4 separate regions of the Sus scrofa genome follow, and all the other regions are linked to region 2. A link is a contact called in public Hi-C and promoter capture Hi-C data. All regions are on one chromosome and are shown on one strand. The core of a region is the stretch at or near the end of the contact, and the rest is flanking DNA. Distances in the headings are between cores, read along the strand shown. Region 1 holds the start of OAZ1 (ornithine decarboxylase antizyme 1). Region 2 holds the start of CSNK1G2 (casein kinase I). Region 3 holds the start of C2H19orf25 (UPF0449 protein C19orf25 homolog). Region 4 holds the start of LOC100524239 (cytochrome b-c1 complex subunit 10).

What was found. Promoter capture Hi-C pulls out the DNA fragments that hold promoters and counts their contacts. A called contact is a pair of places that touch in the nucleus more often than the background predicts.
Region 1: a promoter capture Hi-C map of fetal liver shows a contact between it and region 2, with 2.9 times the contacts expected there. The contact joins the promoter of OAZ1 here to the promoter of CSNK1G2 in region 2. A contact is called at or near these places in 1 of 5 promoter capture datasets (fetal liver) and 1 of 2 datasets of contacts at active chromatin or transcription factors (alveolar macrophages).
Region 3: a promoter capture Hi-C map of liver shows a contact between it and region 2, with 3 times the contacts expected there. The contact joins the promoter of C2H19orf25 here to the promoter of CSNK1G2 in region 2. A contact is called at or near these places in 1 of 5 promoter capture datasets (liver) and 1 of 47 Hi-C or Micro-C datasets (liver).
Region 4: a Hi-C map of embryonic fibroblasts shows a contact between it and region 2, with 1.7 times the contacts expected there. The contact joins the promoter of LOC100524239 here to the promoter of CSNK1G2 in region 2. A contact is called at or near these places in 2 of 47 Hi-C or Micro-C datasets (embryonic fibroblasts and liver).

Annotation. Positions count from the first base shown.
Region 1 is chr2:76,294,966-76,299,902 of Sscrofa11.1, forward strand. OAZ1 (ornithine decarboxylase antizyme 1) reads right to left here and starts at 1,661. Exons shown (of 6, transcript NR_125342.1): 1 at 1,436-1,661; 2 at 278-485; 3 at 1-7.
Region 2 is chr2:76,607,165-76,611,631 of Sscrofa11.1, forward strand. It overlaps CSNK1G2 (casein kinase I), which reads right to left and starts at 2,467. Exons shown (of 12, transcript XM_021084209.1): 1 at 2,177-2,467.
Region 3 is chr2:76,996,513-77,001,019 of Sscrofa11.1, forward strand. It overlaps C2H19orf25 (UPF0449 protein C19orf25 homolog), which reads left to right and starts at 2,470. Exons shown (of 2, transcript XM_003353978.4): 1 at 2,470-2,854. The coding sequence starts at 2,725.
Region 4 is chr2:76,899,996-76,904,940 of Sscrofa11.1, forward strand. It overlaps LOC100524239 (cytochrome b-c1 complex subunit 10), which reads left to right and starts at 3,224. Exons shown (of 3, transcript XM_003122996.3): 1 at 3,224-3,354. The coding sequence starts at 3,305. TCF3 (transcription factor E2-alpha) reads left to right here. Exons shown (of 21, transcript XM_021084225.1): 19 at 1-3,354.

The sequences.
Region 1 (4,937 bases), core at 411-2,910, 310 kb before region 2:
CCTGGAACTGAAGGAAATGGGCTGGTGAGCAGCACTGGCAATAGACCCACTGGCCTTTGGTGAGGGACTCAAGTCCCAGCAAGGCTAGATTGATAGCCAAATCCACCTAGGACCCTGCCCCTTACCCCTCCAAGTGCAAAAATCAACACCTGCTGGCCACCAGTTAAGATAGTTATGCAATCACAGAACAAGCAGCCTCTCAAATCCAACTTCTGGAGTGGCGGTGGGGGGTAATGCTGGCTAAGGGCCCAATTCATCCCCTGGGTGGCTGTCTCACCCTTTATCTTAAGACCACCACAAACTGTCTCAAGCCAAGCCTGCATCAGGTTCTACTTCCCACTTCTAAGTCGAGCGGCTTCAGCTTCCCCTTTTCCACTTTTCAGGCTGCAGTGGAGACCTCGAAATCCAGCAGCCTTTTCCTAGTGATCCAGGAACCTGTCTTTTCACAGAAGCAGCCCAGGCCTCGACCCTTTCATCGTCCACACCTGCTGGGAAGCGAGGGGCCCGTTCGGACCCACGCGAGCGCTGCGGGGACAGGCCCGCAGAGACGCCCTCCCGCGCACTCCCAGCGGCCTCGGGTTGCGTCATCTCAGCAGAGAGGCCCTCGGCCCCGGGGGAGATTTTCACAATCGCGCAACCGGCAGCGCCAGCAGCCATTTGCTGCGCAGTGTAAACAGGGCCCAAAGTCGCCTCCATTTTGCTCAGCTCCCATCCGGGGCGCCCCGACACGCCGACGTCTGCATCACGGCTCGGGGTCTGGCCGCGGAAATCTCCCGGGGCAGTCGTCAAGTAGCTCGCGAACCGCAGCTCACCTGGACCCCCGCCCTCCACCGCCCAACGGGGGAGGGGGCGGTCCGGCCACCACCCTGAGAAGGGCCCCGGGCGCCGTCTACGTGGCGCCCAGGACCGCCGCGTCCCGGGGCCACGTCCGGGGGCGGGGGTGGCTCGGCCGAATTCGTCCAGCCGCAGAACGATCAAACCCTCCGCATCGGCAAATCACAGATTCTCGGGACCCGACTCCACTTCGGGTCCCGCTGCCCCAAACCTGGCCACGGAATCTCACGTCCCCAGCCCGTGACCTCCCGTGCCCCCCCGCAACCCGAGCAGATACCTGAAGCCCCCAACCCAGAGACTCCCGTGCTCCCCTAAACCCGACCAGGTACCTGAAGTCCCCAATCCAAAGACTCCAGTGTCCCTCAAACTCAACGGGATACACCATCCGTCGGGCAACCGAACCTGAGACACAACCCACGCTCCCAGTCCCGCCCCCGGGCCCCGCCCCCATCCCGCCAAGAACCCGCCCCCCGCGCGACTGTGGCATCGACAAAGGGGCGGACCTCGCGCTCCCGGGACTTCCGTGGCGCCCCGCCGCCTGCCCCCTGCGGGCCTGCGCGGAGCCGCTTCTGGAAGCTTCGGGCGGGGGCGGGGCGCTCACCTCTCGCTGCTGCGGCCTCCGCGGCTGTGCAGGCTGAGGAGCGGCATGGTGCGGGTGGCGTGGACGGTGGCGCTGGGTTTATCCCCCTCCTTCTCTCTGGCGAAGCAGTGGCTGTTGAGGATCCGCTGCAGGGAGGATTTCACCATCCGGCCGCTGGGGTCCGAAACCAGGAAAACCTCCGCTGCGCCTCTCCGCGCCGCCGCCGCTGCTCGCCGTTCGCAAAATGGCGCCGCCACCGCCGCCCGCTTTTATAGGCATCACGCGTAGGCCACGCCCACGCTCCGCGGGAACGCGGCCGCACGAGGGGGCGGTGCCGCCAGGAAATCCAGGTGTGCCCGCCCCTCTCGGCATCTGATTGGTGAAACGCGACGGACTCGCGTGGAGCCGCCCCTTGGATTGGGCAAAAGGCTTCGGGCCCCGCCCCCCCGCCGCTGTCGTAATTCTGCGGGCGCGCGGAAAGGGCGGGGCTCCCGTCGTGACGGGAGTGCGCGGCGCGCGCCCCGCCCCGGCCTCCCCCCCACAGCCGGGCCTGGGGCGGGGGCGCCTGGTTGGGCCTGCTTGAGGGGTGTCTCGTTGTGGCCACGTCTCCACCATGGTCCCCGGCTCCCTCGCTGGGGTCCCTTCCCCCTGAGGGACTCCCTCCCCCAGGCGGCTCTGACGACAAAGGTCCTGGGTATTTGGAGGAAAGGGTCCCAGCCCTCTCATCGCAGCATAAGACAGAATTATTTTCTGTAGTAACCTAGTAATGATCTTTCCCAAAGATGATTTTCTGGATTTGCTCCTTCACATATTGAAACAATTTACAGTTTAAAAAGAGAAGTTTCAGTGTTAAAGGTATTACTCAAATTTAGTAAAATATTTCTTGTCACATTTGGACTGAAGCAGAAATGCTTCTCCTTGAAGATGAACTCACAAAGCTATTCCATGGGTGAACTAAATTTTGCCCCAAGCAAAAAAAATATTCTTTGCAGGTCTCTTTTCTTTCACGCTTTTAGGGTTTAGGCACAGAGTCTGCAAAGTGTTACAAGGAACTGAAGCTACTCCTACTTTTTTCTTTGTCTTTTCAGTCCCTGCCTCTCACTTTCGTCTCTTTTATTTCCAATCTACTGTGCCCATTGGGGTTGGAGACACAAACTTTCCACAAAAGGACCTTGAATTATTACAAAACTTATAGAAATATACTCTCCAAAACATGTGGCTGAATCCGCATGTGTCCCCAAATTCCCTTCCATGTGGAATGCAAAATTCATTGTTTACTTACATGGTATTTATAAGTAATGTAAGTGTCTAATTTAGTACTTCCCTATAAACATTATTAAAACTCAACAGAGGCAGAGGGAAGGATTGGGAGTTTGGGAGTGCAAACTAGTGTGTATAGGATGGATAAACAACAGAGACCTACTGTATAGCACAGGTAACGCTATTCAATATCCTGTGATAAACCAGAATATAAAAAGGAATGTGGGAATTCCTGCTATGGCACAGTGGGTTAAGAATCAGACTGCAGGAGTTCCTGTCATGGCTCAGTGGTTAAGGAACCTAACCAATATTCATGAGGACGAGGGTTCTGGCCTTGCTCAGTGGGTTAAGGATCAGGCATTGCTGTGACCTGTGGTGTAGGTCGCAGACATGGCTCGGATCCCATGCTGCTGTGCTTGTGGTGTAGGCCAGCAGCTACAGCTCAGATTCAACCCTTAGCCTGGGAAACTCCATATGCCGCAGGTGTGGCCCTAAAAAGAAAAAAGCCAAAAAAAAAGACTGCAATGGCTCAGGTTGCTGGCGAGGCTCAGGTTTGCTCCCTGCCCAGGAACTTCCATGTGCTGCAGGTGTGGCCATAAAAAAAAAAATAACAATATATATGAATAACTGAATCACTTTGTTGTACAGCAGAAATTAACACCGGTATACTTCAACTAAAAAGACAGGGAGTTCCCATCTTGGCTCAGCAGTTAGCAAACTTGACTAGTATCCATGAGGACACAGGTTTGATCCCTGGCATCCTTCAGTGAGTTAAGGATCTCGTGTTACTGTGAGCTGTGGTGTAGGTCATAGACGAGACTCAAATCTGGCATTGCTATGGCTGTGGTGCAGGCCAGCAGCTGCAACTCTGATTCAACCCCTAGCCTGGAAACTTCCATATGCCGCAGGTGTGGCCCTAAAAAGACAAGACAAAAAAAAAAAAGACAAAAAAGTCTCAGCAGAGACTGGAATAACTGCAAATTTGAAGCCAACCAAAGAAATTTCCCAGGGAAAGAATATTTAATCAATGACCGAAAAGAATGAAAGCAAAAAATAAATAAATAAAAATAAAAAATAAAATTTGGAGTTCCCTGGTGGCCTAGCAGTTAAGAATCCAGCGTTGTCACTGTGGTGGCTTGGGTCACTGCTGTGGTGTGGATTCGATCTCTGGCCTGGGAACCTCCACATGCAAAAAAAAAAAAAAAAAGTTATATATATATATATATGACATTGCTTAGAATTCCTGCTCATGGTGAAAACAAAAAGCAGGTGAGGAGTTCCCATTGTGGCTCAGCAGTAACAAACCTGACTAGGATCCATGAGGATGTGGGTTTGGTCCCTGACCTCCCTCAGTGGCTTAAGGATCCGGCATTGCAGACACAGCTCGGATCCCATGTTGCTGTGTCTGTGGTGTAGTCAGGTAGCTATAGCTCTGATTTGACCCCTAGCCTGGGAACTTCCATATGCCATGGGTGCAGCCCTAAAAAGTCCAAAAAAAAAAAAAAAAAAGCAATTGAATTTTTGGTTAACGTTATAATTGTTTTCAATGTTCCTCTTATTTTGAGAATTCACTCCCCTCCCCCACCTGAAGGGGCTACTTAAGTGTCCTTACTATTTGTACGCCGTTGTTTAAGCTCTGTTTTCTTTAGGCTGGAAGAGGATTTCGAAATCTGGGTCTTTGCCTCATGGCTGCCCTTCAGTATCTTACACAGATGGGCAATTCTGGAATGTCTCCAATATCTGGAACTGCCCATGGACGGCCACTGGTTGCTGGGTCACACCATGTGTACCCTCCACAGCTTCGGCCAGGCCATGATCAGGCCCCCCAGTGATGCCTGGCAGGGCAGCTCAAGCCTTTGTCCTTGTGGCCACGCAGAACCTCTGATCAGCCCCGATCAGTCTCTGGGGGGCTGATATTTAGGCCACATCCAGGCCTCTTTAGTCCACAGGGAGCCAGCAGGAGCCTCTGGACCCAAGACTCAGGGTAGGAGGTCCCTTCCTCATCAGCAGGCCCTGCAACTTTGCTGGCCAAATTATGCTTCAATTTGGAATCCCCATGGGTGGAAACGAGAAAAAAGTGTAGCCTCTTGGTTAAAAAAAATTCAGCAGCTTGGGAAAAAGCACAGGTGAAGGAGAAAATGGGTGCAAGTGGGGTCAGGAGTCAGGGGTCAGGGTGGGTTGTATTTGGGAAGGGTGCAAGTAGGGGCTCAGAGCATCTCGGGGGCGGGGTGAGGGGCCAGCTCCCAGCAGGGATGTGGGGAGC
Region 2 (4,467 bases), core at 1,217-3,716:
ACCCTCCTGCTGAGGTGGCCTGGGACTGCTCTGTAGTAACTCAGGATGTCCACTAAACATGCCACTGTCCCTAGTGTAGCTTTGCAATGACTGGGCCCACCCTAAGCACTTGCTCAGACCCACCAGTAAATCCTCAAGGACACAGGTGGCCCTGCAGCTGTCCTGAATGCCTCGGCTGGCTGGCTGGCTTCCCCAGAGCTGGGATGAGAAGATAGCTTTCAGTTTAAAAAAAACAAAAACAAAAACAAAACCTCACCTACTTCCTCTTGCAACCAAGAGATAATTACTACGTAGTGAAAAGGAGGAGGTTCAGAGTAGTCGGTGTGCAAAGAGGTCTACTGTCACAGCTCAGAGCCAGGTACTGAGACACCCATTCCCAGCCTGCTTCAGGGAAATCAAAGAAACCCAGAAGACCTGAGAGTCACCTGCACACAGAAATGTCAGATGCGTACCTGACCACTACTGTGTGGATGAGGGTCCATCAGCTCCTTCAGATCTTCTTCCCTCCAATGCCAAATGCAGTGGACACAACTGACCCCCTAGCCCAGGAGCCAGTTGCCCCCATCCCCGGCAGCAGGAGACTCAACCTACACCCACCACTTCCATGCGGCCTCCTTAATTCCGTTCTCTGGAGGCAGGGCCACAGACATCACTGCAGGGGCGGAAATGAACATCTGGGGCCCTGATGTGTGCACCTGTGGGTGCTGTCCTCAGCCCCCACCCATCCACCCATCCACATGCCTGCAGAGCCCAGAGCAGGCCACAATTTGGTGAAGAGACAACATAGAAAAACAAGCTCCTGATGACAACCACAAACTTCCCCCTTTCAAACCTGCAGTCCAGATCAGTCTGTTCTCAGGGGCTGCCTCCAGCCCCAGCAAGCACCCCCTTCACTATCAGATCAATCCTCCTACAGTCAGTTCTGCCCCCCAGATCAGAGCCCCTATACTTTCCCACTCATCTCTCACGCCCAGAGCTACAGAAGTCTCTGGAGGCTGGGAAATGCCAACTGAGCTTATCTGTGTCCCGAGAAGGCAGAGAGGGCCCCTGAGGCCCCACAGAATGAATATGTGGACACCTCAGAGTCCCAGACACTGACCAAGCTTAGGTCTCCCGGTGGAGGGGGCAGGGGAGAACATACTGGACTCCACCTACGTGCACAGAACCCTCCAGGCTGTTTCCTGCAAACAATGCCATCCGGAGGCCAAGGGAATAACCCAGCTGCCCAAAGCCTACCCAGGATGATGCCCCAGACGTCACAGCAGGGCTTTCTCTAAGGCCCCCAGCCCTGAACGTGAAAGTGTCCCCTGAGAAAACTGGGGCAGAGAAGACAGGGGAAGTGCTGTCCCTGGCAGGGCACAGACGCTACACCCCCCCCCCATCTGAAGTGTTTCCGGAAAACAAAGCCGGTGGCGAGGGCGGAAGGGGGAGGCGCAGCCAGGCGAGAGCCAGGAGTTCCTGAGCAGCCCAAAACAGATCCTCCAGACCAGACCCCTCTTGCTGCTCCTCCCCTCTGCCCCCAGCCCCCGGCTCACCCCCAAATCCTGCAGAGCCACAAAGGGGCAAGTGTGCGGCAGCGTAGGCAGCAGCCATGGGCCCAGGAGAGAGAGCTGGAGGAATAGAAGGACATGGGAAGTGGACAGTGTGCTTGAGCACTAGGGAGCAGTGAAGAAGGGAGGAGGGGTGGGACTGAGGGAGAGTGGAGGACAACAAAGTCTGGAGCGAGGGAACAGTGAGGTCTGGAATACTGAGGTCTGGAATGAAGAATACTGAGGTCTGGAATGAAGAATCAGTAAGGAGCTGTGAGGTCTGTAGTGTGCGGATGAGTGGGAACGAGAGGTTGCAGGGCCTGATTTTGGGGGTCACTGGCAAGGTCTGGAGTACAGGGGAGAAGGGTTGGAGTCCAGAGTGTGGGGGCTAGTGGGCCATAGGGGCAGTGGGGTCGCAGTTTAGGGGTCAGTGGGAGAGCAAAGTCGGGAATGCACAGTTCCACAAGAGCAGAGTTAGGATTCTGGGGGCCCCTGGGGTGCGGGAATGCCGGGGGACCGGGGGTCTGCGGGATGCGGGGGTCCGAAGCGCGGGGTGTACGGGCGGCGGGATCCAAGGATCCGTGGGGGTGGGGCCGCAGGACCGGGGCGCGTGGCCGCACCGCCGGCGAGGGCGCGCGCGTCGTTACCTGACGGCCTCCGCCGTGGCTGTGGCTGTGGCTGTGGCCGTGGCCCCGCGGCCGGGCGGCCGGGCTGGGCGGCCCGGGCTCCCTCAGCAGCGCGGCGCGGGCCCCCGCTCCGGACCTTGTTCGCGCTCCGGCTCTGGCGCCCGCTTGGGCCCCCGCTCCCGCGCCGTCGGCGCCGGCCTCCGCATGTTGGGCGCGGGCCGTCCCCGCCGCGCGGGCGCCCGGCTCGCCCCGGTCTCACAGCGTCGCCCGCGGCCCGCGCTTACGCCGCCAGCGTCGCGGGGGAGGGCCTGGCGCCCACTGCGCAGCCGCCGGAGGCCGTAGGGCGCGCGCGTGACGTCACAGCGCGAGGCGGGACCCGGCGGCGCGCCCGCCGCTTTGCGGCAGCGGGCGACACTGCGCGACGGCCGCCACGCTTTGCGGCTGCTCCAGGGTGGCTGGGCCGCAGCCGGGGGGACCGCCGGAGGTGCGCGGCTGGGAGGGCGCGCACGGACGGGGAAGGAGCGGTCCCCAGTCAACCCTTCTGGGGGGCGGGGCTCTGGCCCGCGGTCTTGGCCCGCCCCCGCCGTTGCCATGGAGACGCGTGGCTGGTCACTGAGACACCGCCCCACCGCGCTTCTGTGGCGTCAAGGTCTCGCCACTTGACGTCACGGTCGGGCGGTGCCGCGGGCGTGGTCAGCGCGTGGATAAGCCAACTTCCGGGGAGTCCTGCGGCAGACTTGCTGGTTGGGGTGGGGAGAGCTGTGTAGAGTGATAGGCTAGCGACGGGGCGGTGCTTCTCCGAGCCAGAAGGAGCTGTGACATAATCGAGGAGCCAAGGAGGGTGTCACTCAAGGCACTGGTCCAACTGGACCTTCCGCCTGGGCCTGCCGCCTGAGCACAGGCCCTAGCAAGCAGCTGACGCTCAACAAGTGCAGTGTAGAGTACTTGCTCATATACTGTCAGTCCATCCTGGACCTAGAAAAAGCTTGGGTAGGGGGAGCTTGGCAAGAACCCCGCAGTGAGGCCCAGCATCACCCAGGACAGGGCCTACCCGCGTGGCCCGCGTGCCTCCTGCGGGGCATTTTTAGTGTTGAGGGAAACTCATCCATTCACGTCTTTATTAAATGCCTGCCAGCTGTTCTGAAAATAGAATGGTGAGCTAAACTCTTGGCACGGTTTCCCAGCGAGTTCTCAGTCCTGAGCGAGGGGATGGACAGGACAGTGAATAAATGGACATGACCGTTTCAGATGGTGTTATAAGCTTGCTTGGAGCAGAGTGACCAAGGGCCAGACCCTAAAGGCTAAAAGCTAGATTTGGCAGATGGAAGATTGCATGGTCTCTGATTTTTGTCCTGCTGTCCAGCAGACAAATTTGGGGAAGGAGAATTAAAGTAGAAGGAGATGGCAGAATGGCAACAGTTTAGGGCTTCTTCTGACCCAGTTCTCCTCTTTCAGCTCCACTTGCAATGTCACTACCTCCAGGAAGCCCAAGCTTCTTCCCCCATTGTCCTTTCTCGGTACAAGCTGACCCCTTCCAACCTGAGCCTTAACATAAAGGAGTGTGTTTGTTTCAAGTCACCCTCCTCCACCAGCCATACCAAACCAGAGACCACATCTGTTTTGCTCATTGCTGGGTCTGTAGGCACACACAGCAGGCACTCAGTCTGTGTGGTCACGGTGTGTGGTGAATAAATGAATGAAACAACTCCACAATCCTCCCAGATTCTGGAGAACTCCAGGTTTTACTTCCTCAGACTTCCCTGGTCCAACTCTCCTCTTCTATCCAGTTTTTTTTTTTTTTTTAAATCCTGCCATTTCTTGGGCTGCTTTTGTGGCATATGGAGGTTCCCAGGCTAGGGGTCGAATCAGAACCGTAGCCGCTGACCTGTACCACAGCCACAGCAAAGCAGGATCCAAGTCGTGTCTGCAACCTACACCACAGCTCACAGCCCACAGCAACAGTGATCTTTAACCCACTGAGCAAGGCCAGGGATTGAACCCGAAACCTCATAGTTCCTAGTCGGATTCATTAACCATGGAACTCCTCTATACACTCTTTGAGATTTTTCTTGATTTTTGAGGAAGGCCTGTATTGATATGAACTCCCCGCCAAGAACTGCTTTTGCTACATCTTGTAGATTTTGTATGGTTGTGTCTTCTTTTTTTTTTTTGTTTTTGTTTTTTAGGGCCAAAGGTGTGGCACATGGAAGTTCCCAGGCTAGGGGTCCAATCAGAGCTACAGCTGCTGGCCTATGCCACAGCCACAGCAACGCAGGATCTGAGCCATGTCTGCAACCTATCCCTACAGCTCA
Region 3 (4,507 bases), core at 1,220-3,719, 390 kb after region 2:
AAGTCTACAGTATCCTTTGGGGCACTGGCCCCTTCCCCACCCCCATGGCATGGTTGGTGGGGGGGGGGTCCCCTGCATGCCCTGCCCCCCAGAGTGTAAAGGGGTTATTGAGTTCCCTGGTGGCCTAGTGGTTAAAGCATCTGGCATTGTCCCTGTTTTGGCAAGTTTCCAACCCTGGCCTGAGAACTTCTGCCCTGGCACAGAGCCCCAGCTGTGGAAGGTGGGGCAGGGCTGGTTAGGGTGCTACCCACCCACAAGCTTTGCTGCCTCTGAGCACCCAGGACATAACCTGCTGCAGTTCTAACTCCTCCATCCTTGTGGGTGACTTTCCCTTTAACACTGAGAACTAGCAAGTGCGGCTTGCAAATGACAATTCACCTGTCCACTAGCTTCCAATAATTATACTTTTCTCTAGTCTCTGAGGTCGTAGGGGAGGCTGAGGGGATTATGGGCTGAAGGTACATTGCTCTCATTCCAGCCAGGCCTCAACGTCCCCATCTGGAAAGTGGGTTCTCTACTTCTCCGGAACCCAAGGAGGATCCTGAAGTGCAGGGAGGGTAAGGATGGAAAAGGGTGTTTATGGAACTATTAAGAGTCTCTACTCTGGCAGTTCCCATCATGGCTCAAGGGAAACGAATCTAACTAGTATTCATGAGGACACAGGTTCAGTCCCTGGCCTCCCGCATTGGGTTAAGAATCTGGCTGTGGTTGCCATGAGCTTTGGTGTAGGTTGCAGATGTGGCTTGGATCTGGCATTGCTGTGGCTGTGGCGTGTAGGCCAGTGGCTACAGCTTTGATTTGACCCCTAGCCTGGGAACATCTGTATGCTGTAGGTGCGGCCCTAAAAAGACCAAAAAAAAAAAAAAAAAAAGTATCTAGTCTGTCCTCACATACATCAATAGGGTGGCAACCTGTTCCTTCTGATTTTCAGAGCCGTAAGGTGGTTTCCACAAAGGAGTGGAGGCTGGTTTTGCCTTGACCATGGGCTTCACTTGGACTCCAAGGGGGTAGTCCTGGTTTGTAGCAGGAGTCCAGACACACACCCTTCCAGTGCCCCTGGTCATCTGAGAATCTGCTTGGCTACCAGGCTTGGGTTGGGCAGCCTCAAGCCTTCAAGGGACTCAGGTTCTGTCTAGGGCTGCAGCTGGACCCACTGGAAGCAGGAGGTGGGTAAGGGAGGAGACAGCCATCTGCTCTCCTAGACCTGCCTGCATGCCTAGAGTCCCACCCAGCTCTGCCCAGCTCTGGAGTTAGGCCTGAAGTGGTGTCTGGCTCTGCAAATCCAGGCTGCGTGTCCAGAGGCACCTGGCTGCCTTCTCAGAGCCTCCGTAGCCATCCTGTGCAGCAGCATGAAGTCTGGCACCTGCCTCACCAAATACTCTTGAGGGTCAAGAGGTAATTTTCCCACCTGGCACACAGTAAATGCCCAAAACATGCCAGCTTGGGGCAGTCACTTTGGGAAATAGGTCCATAGTCAGTTAAACATAGAGTTACCATATGACCTAACAGTTCTGCTCCTAAGTATGTACCCAAGAAAACTAAAGACACATTCACACAACACTTGTAAGAATGTTCACAGCAGCATGATTCACAGCAGACAAAATATGGAAACAACATTGTTGGATGATGGGCAAACATTATATGGTCCCTTCATGCACAGGAGCATCCCTCAGTCATGAAAGAGAGAGAAGCACCGACACTGGCTGCCATGTGAACGGACCTTGAGACCACGATGCTCAGAGAAAGGCACACTTGTGTGATTCCATGAATGTGATACGCCAAGAACAGACAAATTCATAAACATAGTGGATTGTTAAGGGATGGGGTGATGAGGATGAGGGAATGTTCTGGCTTTAGACTGCGGTGATGGTTGCACAACTTCTCTGTCTTTCTGTCTGTCTCTCTCCTATATATATTCCAAAACCATTGAATTGTACACTTTAAGCAGGTGGACTTTATAGTATGTAAATTATATAAAGCTGTTTAAAAACGCCCTCCTTGGGCTCTGTGGTGGTCTTCAGTCCTAGCCAAGAGGCGGGGGCCAAGATCACCCTCCAGAGCTACGGCCCCACCCAGGTAGGGAGGGGGTTTTAGACAAGGGAGAGGCAACCTTGAGAGGGATCCCGGAGGTTGGCCACCTCGCTGGGAACTGGTGGCCCGCTACGTGGTGAGAGACTGCACCGTAAATTTGTTGCTACGACAGCCACGTAGATTGAGGACTGCGTCTCCCTTTTGCAAAAAACCGGGCTTCAGATGCTTTGTTAGGCAGAGAGAAGAGCCGGGAACAGGACCCTGCGCCCACCCCTCGGGGGAGAGGCTGAAGTCTCATCCTTTCTGGTTCTGGTCCAATCGTTTCTTCGATCGCACCAGAACCCTGGAGGGAGCGGCCTCTTTAAGGGGGCGTGGCTTTCACGAGCCGGGGAGGATCCGGCCGGAAGCGTGTGTCTCTTGCGAGTAGGGTGGGACTGTACCGTGACCGGAAGCGGAAATGGTCGGTCGGCCGCGGAGGCGGTGCAGGTGAGTTGGCGCTGGCGGCAGCAGCCTCAGCGGGAAACTGAGGCTTGAGTGAAGGGGAACGCTGAAGCCCCTGGCTCCGTGTTGTTCAGCCCTTGGGAGGATCAGGGCAGGAAGGGCTTCGCCAGGAGCGGGGAACTGGAGCGTGTGTAGAAATTCGTTGGGCGCGAGGAACAACCCCGTCAACACTTCCTTCTCCGGTCTACCGGGATGAGCTCCAAGACCAAGAAGCGCGTGGTGCTGCCCACCCGCCCGGCGCCCCCTACAGTGGAGCAGATCTTGGAGGACGTGCGGGGGGCCCCTGCCGAGGACCCCGTCTTCACCGCTCTGGCTCCTGAAGGTAGGGGAGAGGCGACCCCGAGAGGCCAGCAGGAAGGGGTGGGGAAAAGTACCTGGCTGCTTTTAAGACAGAAGGGCAGAGTTCAGTATTCAGGACAGAAATTATCTAGCCCTGAAATGCCAAAAATACTTGCATCTGGCCTTTTGCAGAAAAAGTGTGTCCGCCCCTGTTCAGAAGATGGAAGCAGATCCGTGACTTCAGGGTTGGGCATACAGTTGTAGGGTGAATTTTGTGTTCTGCTCTATGAGGTTCATTATTCATTCAACAAACTTTCATTGAGGAGTGACCCCTCGTGGTTCAGCGGTTAACGAACCCAACTAGGATCCATGAGGATGCCGGTTTGATCCTTGGCCTCGTTCAGTGGATTAAGGATCCGGCGTTGCTGTGAGTTGCAGTGTAGGTCGCAGACGCAGCTCGGATCCTGTGTTGCTGTGGCTGTGAGGTAGGAGGGCAGCTGCAGCTCAGATTTGACCCTTAACCTGGGGACTTCCATATGACACGAGTGAGGCCCTTAAAAAAAAAAAAAAAAGCAAAGAAACAAACCTTCATTGAGACCGTATTATGGGCCGGAATCTGTTCTAAGCACTGAGGTGGAAAAACGAACAAAAAGATTAAAGTGTCTGCCTTGCTCCATTCTAGTGGGTATTGACATTCAGTATAAGGCTTGTGGGACTCTAGAAGATGAGAATAGGAGTTCTCGCTGTGGCACAGTGGGATAGGCAGTGTCTCTGCAGTGCCAAGACTCAAGTTTGATCCCTGGCCCAGCACAGCGGGTTAAAGGATTCTGCGTTGCCACAGCTAGGACATAGTAGCATCTGCAGCCTGGATCTGATCCCTGACCTGGGAACTTCCATATGCTACTGGTGTAGCCATTAAAAAAAAGAAAAAAATTCAGTTCTTTGTTACACGTGGCCACATTTCAAGTGCTCAGCAGCCCGCTTGTGCCAGCTGCTGCATTGGATAGCTACATTGGAGGATATTTCCATCACCTGGAATGTTGCGATTGAGAGGCCAGCCCAAGCAACAGGAGCCATGTTTATCCCTGGCTCACAGTTGGGTCATCGGAGGCTGCTTGAATCCCAGCCTTATGAATCACGGGTCCAGGAGTTCACGTCATGGCTCAGCGGTAACAAAGCTGACTAGCATCCATGAGGGTTCGGGTTCGATCCATGGCCTCACTCAGTGGATTAAGGATCCAGCATTGCTGTGATCTGTCCTGTAGGTTGCAGACATGGATGGTTTGGATCCTGTGTTGCTGTGGCTATGGCATAGGTTGACGGCTGCAGCTGCAATTCGACCCCTAGCCTGGGAACTTCCATATGCCACGAGTGCTGCCCTAAAAAAGCAAAAAAAAAAAAAAGGAAAGAAAAAAAAAAGAAATCATGGGTCCAGGTTCCCAGCATCCAGAGGTTGAGGGCATGAGGAATGGGCAGTGCCAGGGCTCACTCTAGGGAGAGGGGGCTTCTCTGCTGGCCTGTGTTCCTGTCAAGGACCATCCTTGGCCTCCATGTGCACTGTCTGGCCTGTCCTACCTTGTTACTAAAGCAGGTGATAAAGTGATTTATTTTTACTTTTTTTAGGGCTGCACCTTTAGCAAATGGACATTCCTGGGTTAGGGATTATATTGGAGTTTGCAGCTGCTGGCCTAGGCCA
Region 4 (4,945 bases), core at 1,974-4,473, 290 kb after region 2:
AGTCCGCTGTGGCTCAGTGGTAACAAACCCAACTAGCATCCATGAGGACGTGGGTTTGATCCCTAGCCTCGATCAGTGGGTTAAGTAAGGATCCAGCGTTGCTGTGAACTGTGGTGTAAGTTGAAGATGCAGTTCGGATCCCGCATTGCTTGTGGCTATGGTGTAGGCTGGTGGCTGCAGCTCTGATTTGACCCCTAGCCTGGGAACTTCCATATGCCACAAATGTGGCCCTAAAAGAAAAAAAAAAAAAAAAAAGGCAGCAACAAGTCCAAATGCAACAGGGACTCCAGTAAACAGGTGGGACCATAAACAGCTACAACAGCTTTAGAAAAGAGGTTGGCAGTACACCTGAAACTCACCTAACTTTACATGTCAACTCTACCTCAGTAACAATAAGAATGATCACAGCATCCAGCAGTTTCTCCCACAGTTAAACATAAGCCTCCCCTAGTAGTCAGCTAGCAGCCAGCCCAGCCCAGGTGACCACCCAGGAGACATGTCCACACAAAGACCTGGACACAACTGCTCATCACAGATTCCTTTCCAAGCCCCCAAACATGGAAACAACCCACATGTCCTTCAACAGGCCAGTGGATAAACACCCAGGTCCACCCACTCTATGGAACCCAACTCTGCAGAAGGAATGAACCACTGACAGATGCAATGGCTTGGATGACTCAAAACAACTGTGCTGCATGGATGCAGCCAGACCTCAAAGAGAACGGAGTCTATGATTCCCTTCTGTGGAAGAGTCTAGAAAGTGCAGAATAATTCATAGTAGCAGAGAGCAGATGCTGGTGGCAGGGGCTGGGAAGGGGAAGTGGGAGGGGTTCAAAAGGGCAGGAGGAATCTCCCAGGGGGAGAGGGGGCTGTTCAGCATCTCCACAGCAATGATGGTTTCACCAGTGTGCACAGGTGTCCAAGTGCCAAGTTAAATGCTTTAAGTGCGTGCATTTTTGTATGTCAAATATGTCCCCATAAAGCTCTAAAACCTCTAAAAGAAAAGAATCTGTCAACAGATGAAAGGACCACTCAGAACACCACATGGTCCCTCCACACATAGGAGCATCACTCAGCCCTGAAGGAGAAAGAAGCACTGATACTCGCTACCACGTGGACGGACCTGGAGACCACAACGCTCAGTGACAGAAGCAGACACAGAAGGACACACAGTGTGGGATTCCATGGATGGGAAACGTCCAGAACAGGCATATCCCCAGACACAGAGAGGGGGTCCTGGTTGTCAGGGGCTGGGGATGGGGTTGACGTTGCTCCTGGGGTGAGGACAATGTTCTGGAATAAAACAGAGATGGTGGGTACATGATCTTGTGAATGTACTAAAGGCCACTAAACTGTACACTTAATTAATTATTTAATTAATTAATTTATTTATTTATGGCGGCATCCTCAGCATATGGAGTTCTCAGGCCAGGCATTGGCCTACAGCACAGATTCAGAATGCTGGGTCCTTAACCCATTGTGCCAGGCTGGTGATCAAACCCACACCCTTGAAGTGGCCCAAGCCACTGCAGAGACAATGCTGATTCTGCTGTACCACAGGGGGAACTTCCTAAACTGTACACTTTAAAATGGTTAATTGTATGTTATGTGAATTTCATATCAGTTAAACACAAGAAAAGGAGTTTGGTTTCCCAAGGGCCAGATGAGGATCCTACAGGGAACCCCAGAGGCCTGGGCAGAGAGCCAGTGGTGTGCCAGGGTAGCCAACCATTCTGGCTTATCCTCCATCTCTTCTGGTCACATAACCCTGGTATTCTCTTTTGGGGATCCTCTCCCAATTTCAGTCCATGTTCTCATGTGAGAGGGGGTGATTCTGCCCTGTTTCCATAGCAGGCTAATGAGAACCAGCTTTGGGGCATTCTCTGTGATTATTTGGAAAGAGGTGCCATCTTCCTGCAAGGGTTGCTGGAATGTCAACCCAGAGTTTCTGGGTGCCTCTGCTCAGAGGGAGTTCACCAGAGAGTGAGAGCAACACAAAAGAGCTGAGAAATGGAGGGAAAGATTCATGATAGTGCTAGACTCCTGGATCCACCTGTGCCTGAAGCCATCCAACATGCCTTTAAACGTCCATCTTTTCTCTTAAGCCGACTTTTGTTCTTTATCACTTGAAAGGAAAAGTATTCTGCATCATGAGCTGAAGTGCATTAAGCAGAAGGAACAATGAGGCAGAGCTTCAGAAATTGCTGGATCCAGGACCTGCAGCGCCAAGGCCTCTACACCCACCTCTGCTCATCTTTTTGGGCTGGTATATTCTTCTGCCTCAAGATTTCTCTCTCTCTGTAATTTTCAGGGCACCCTCTATGTCCCACATGTTAAGGGTCCATCAAGGACAGAGGTTTATTCGGGTCCTCTCTGCCCCACCCCCCACCCCCGTGGCCAGGGGCAGGTGAGAACCTGCAGCCCCTGAAACTGCAGTCTTGGAGGGTGCCCAGGTGCTGATTCCAAAAGGACTGGAACGCGACGAAATGGGCAGACAAACCCAGAGTCCAGTCCTCATACCCAAGCCTGCATTCGACACTGGTGGTCCCAAAGGCGGTGACTGAAGAAGGCGAGCTTGGGGCGGCGGGAAGCAGGGTGAGGAGGAGCCGCCTGTCCGGGTCCCAGCAGCTAACAGGTGTCCTGAAGTGCTGACAATGCGAGGAGCCAGGCCTCCCTCTGCCGCCGGAGTGAGGAATCACTCCCAAACGAAACGTGCAAACAATTTACAACAGGGTCTCTTAGCAACAAACAACTCAGCGCGAGCAAACCGACGCTCGGAGGCTCGGGGTAGCACTGCTATCTGGCCAAGGTCCCGCTGACAGCAAGTCCAGTGAGAACGCCTAAATCCTCCAAAAGGGAGTTCAAAACGCCTCCTTTCCCCTCTGCGACACTCTTCCTCGTATGGCCTCGGTTTAACTGTTAATAAAGTTCTGGCATGTAGTAAGGACACAAACTCACCGGACAAATGTCGCGGGCCACGCTTAGTTGCTGGAGGCTGCTCAGCAGGAGTCACTCTGACCTGCGGAGCGGAGGGGCAGGGCCGGCGTCCTCGGGTCCCGCGGCAAGAAAGCCCCGCCCCCAGGCCCGCCCACTCCAGTGTGCGATCTTCAGACCCTCCCCGGAAGCGATTGCAAATGTCTTCCAAGTCTGAGCGCCCTGCAGCGGTGGGCTCCGGGTCTCGCGCAGTCAGCCCGCCCAGACGGGGCGGGGCTTCCTTGAGGGCCTGCGCGCAGCGGCGGTCGCGCCTGCGCAGTGCGTCCGAGCCGAGGGGGCCGGGGTCACCCTGAGCTAAGACTGCGCCGCAATGCTGAGCAGGTTCCTGGGTCCGCGCTACCGCGAGCTGGCCAGAAACTGGTAAGGACGCAGCTCGCCCTCGGACTTGGACCCCGTGTCCTGCCGGGTCCCAGATGGGGGAAACAGAGGCACGGAGCGGCGGCGCGGTGTGTTCTGAGCACACGTGCGTGGAGGGCCCCCGACCCCCTCTCCCTGGGGACCGTAATGCTGCCCACCCAGTCCGCGCCCAGCACCCCCGGTTCAGCTCTTGGGGCCTGGAAACTGACCATATACGCTCCTAACTTTGCTTTTGTTTGACGTTATGAAGCCGACAGCTGCACTTGTCAGAGGCGGGTAGTGTTGGGGTGACCCCACGTGGCAGCTAGGATGGGCGTGCCCACGACGTGGGGCGCTAGGAAACCGGCTTATACTCGGCAGTCGTGTCCCCGGCAAGGAGTTAGGGGTGGGGGCTGGCCCTGGATGGTGGATCTGGCAGGCATCTTCGGGTGGGCTTTACAAACGAAAAAGCCGTCCCTGGCGTCGAGTGGGACCTCCGGCAGCACCCGCAGCCCCTCCCGCAGGCGGCCCAGGCCCCCGGAACTGTCCATTCCTATCTGCCTGTGGTCAGAGCCGCGACACCTCTTCCAGAGTTTCTTTCCGTCGGCAGCCGGCAGCATTCTTGAGTGTATTCGCTTCTAGTCAGAGACACAGCTATAAACGGAACCTTCGTGTCTGACGTTCTAGTCCATGAACAAGAAAAAATAAACCGATGTGACCCACGGCCTGAGGCTGATGTAAAATGTTAAAGGGGGTGTAGTGCAACCCTGTCCCCCCCCTGCTGGCTTCCAGAGGCCAAGAAGCGGGATCCAGCCCCAGGAACCGTGGGGGTTGTGTCCCAGACTTTGTGCTCAGCAACTGAGGACCTCTGGACCCCACGTCTTCATGCGAGGAGGGGAAGGACAGGTCGTGAGGGTGTAAGGAAGTCCCACGAGGGGCTGTCAGCATCATCACCACCTCTCCATCTTTTGGTTCCTCTTAGAAGTCAGGTTCGTGGCCACTCCCTCCCTGTGCGTGGCAGGAATGAGAAGGGGTGGTGGCCTCCCTGAGGGAAGGCTTCTCTGACATTAAATCTCAGAGCTGTTGGGCTGTGGGAGGAGATTCCCCTTCTGTTCAGGACACCTGCCCCGTAGTCTGTTCCAAAGGCAGCGGTAACTTGTGACCTCTCCCAGGCTCAAAGCTGAGTATTATGGGCCTCAACCCCAAGAGCAGGGGTTGCTGCAGGTGGCTCGGGACTGTTGATCCCTCCACTCTCCACCCCAACACCCCCAAGCACATGGCTTAGGATGATCCAGTGAGGTGGTCACCCATGTACAAATTCTGGTCCTGCACAGGCCAGCGATGGAACCTGTAAGACTTCTCTATTGCTGTGTAACAAACAGCCCACCAAATCCGGCAGCTTTACAAACACTGATTATCAGTTTCTGTGGGTCAGGTATTCAGACACACCTGAGCCAGGTCCTCTGCTCAGGGTCTCATCTGAAGCCTTGCCTGGGGATCGCTTTCTAAGCTCACACATGTGTTGTGACCACATGGGCCCCTCTACAGGGCAGCTCACAAAGGGCCAGGAGCTCCCCCTAAAGGGAGTAAGAGGAGGCAGCAGACCTGGTTGGAG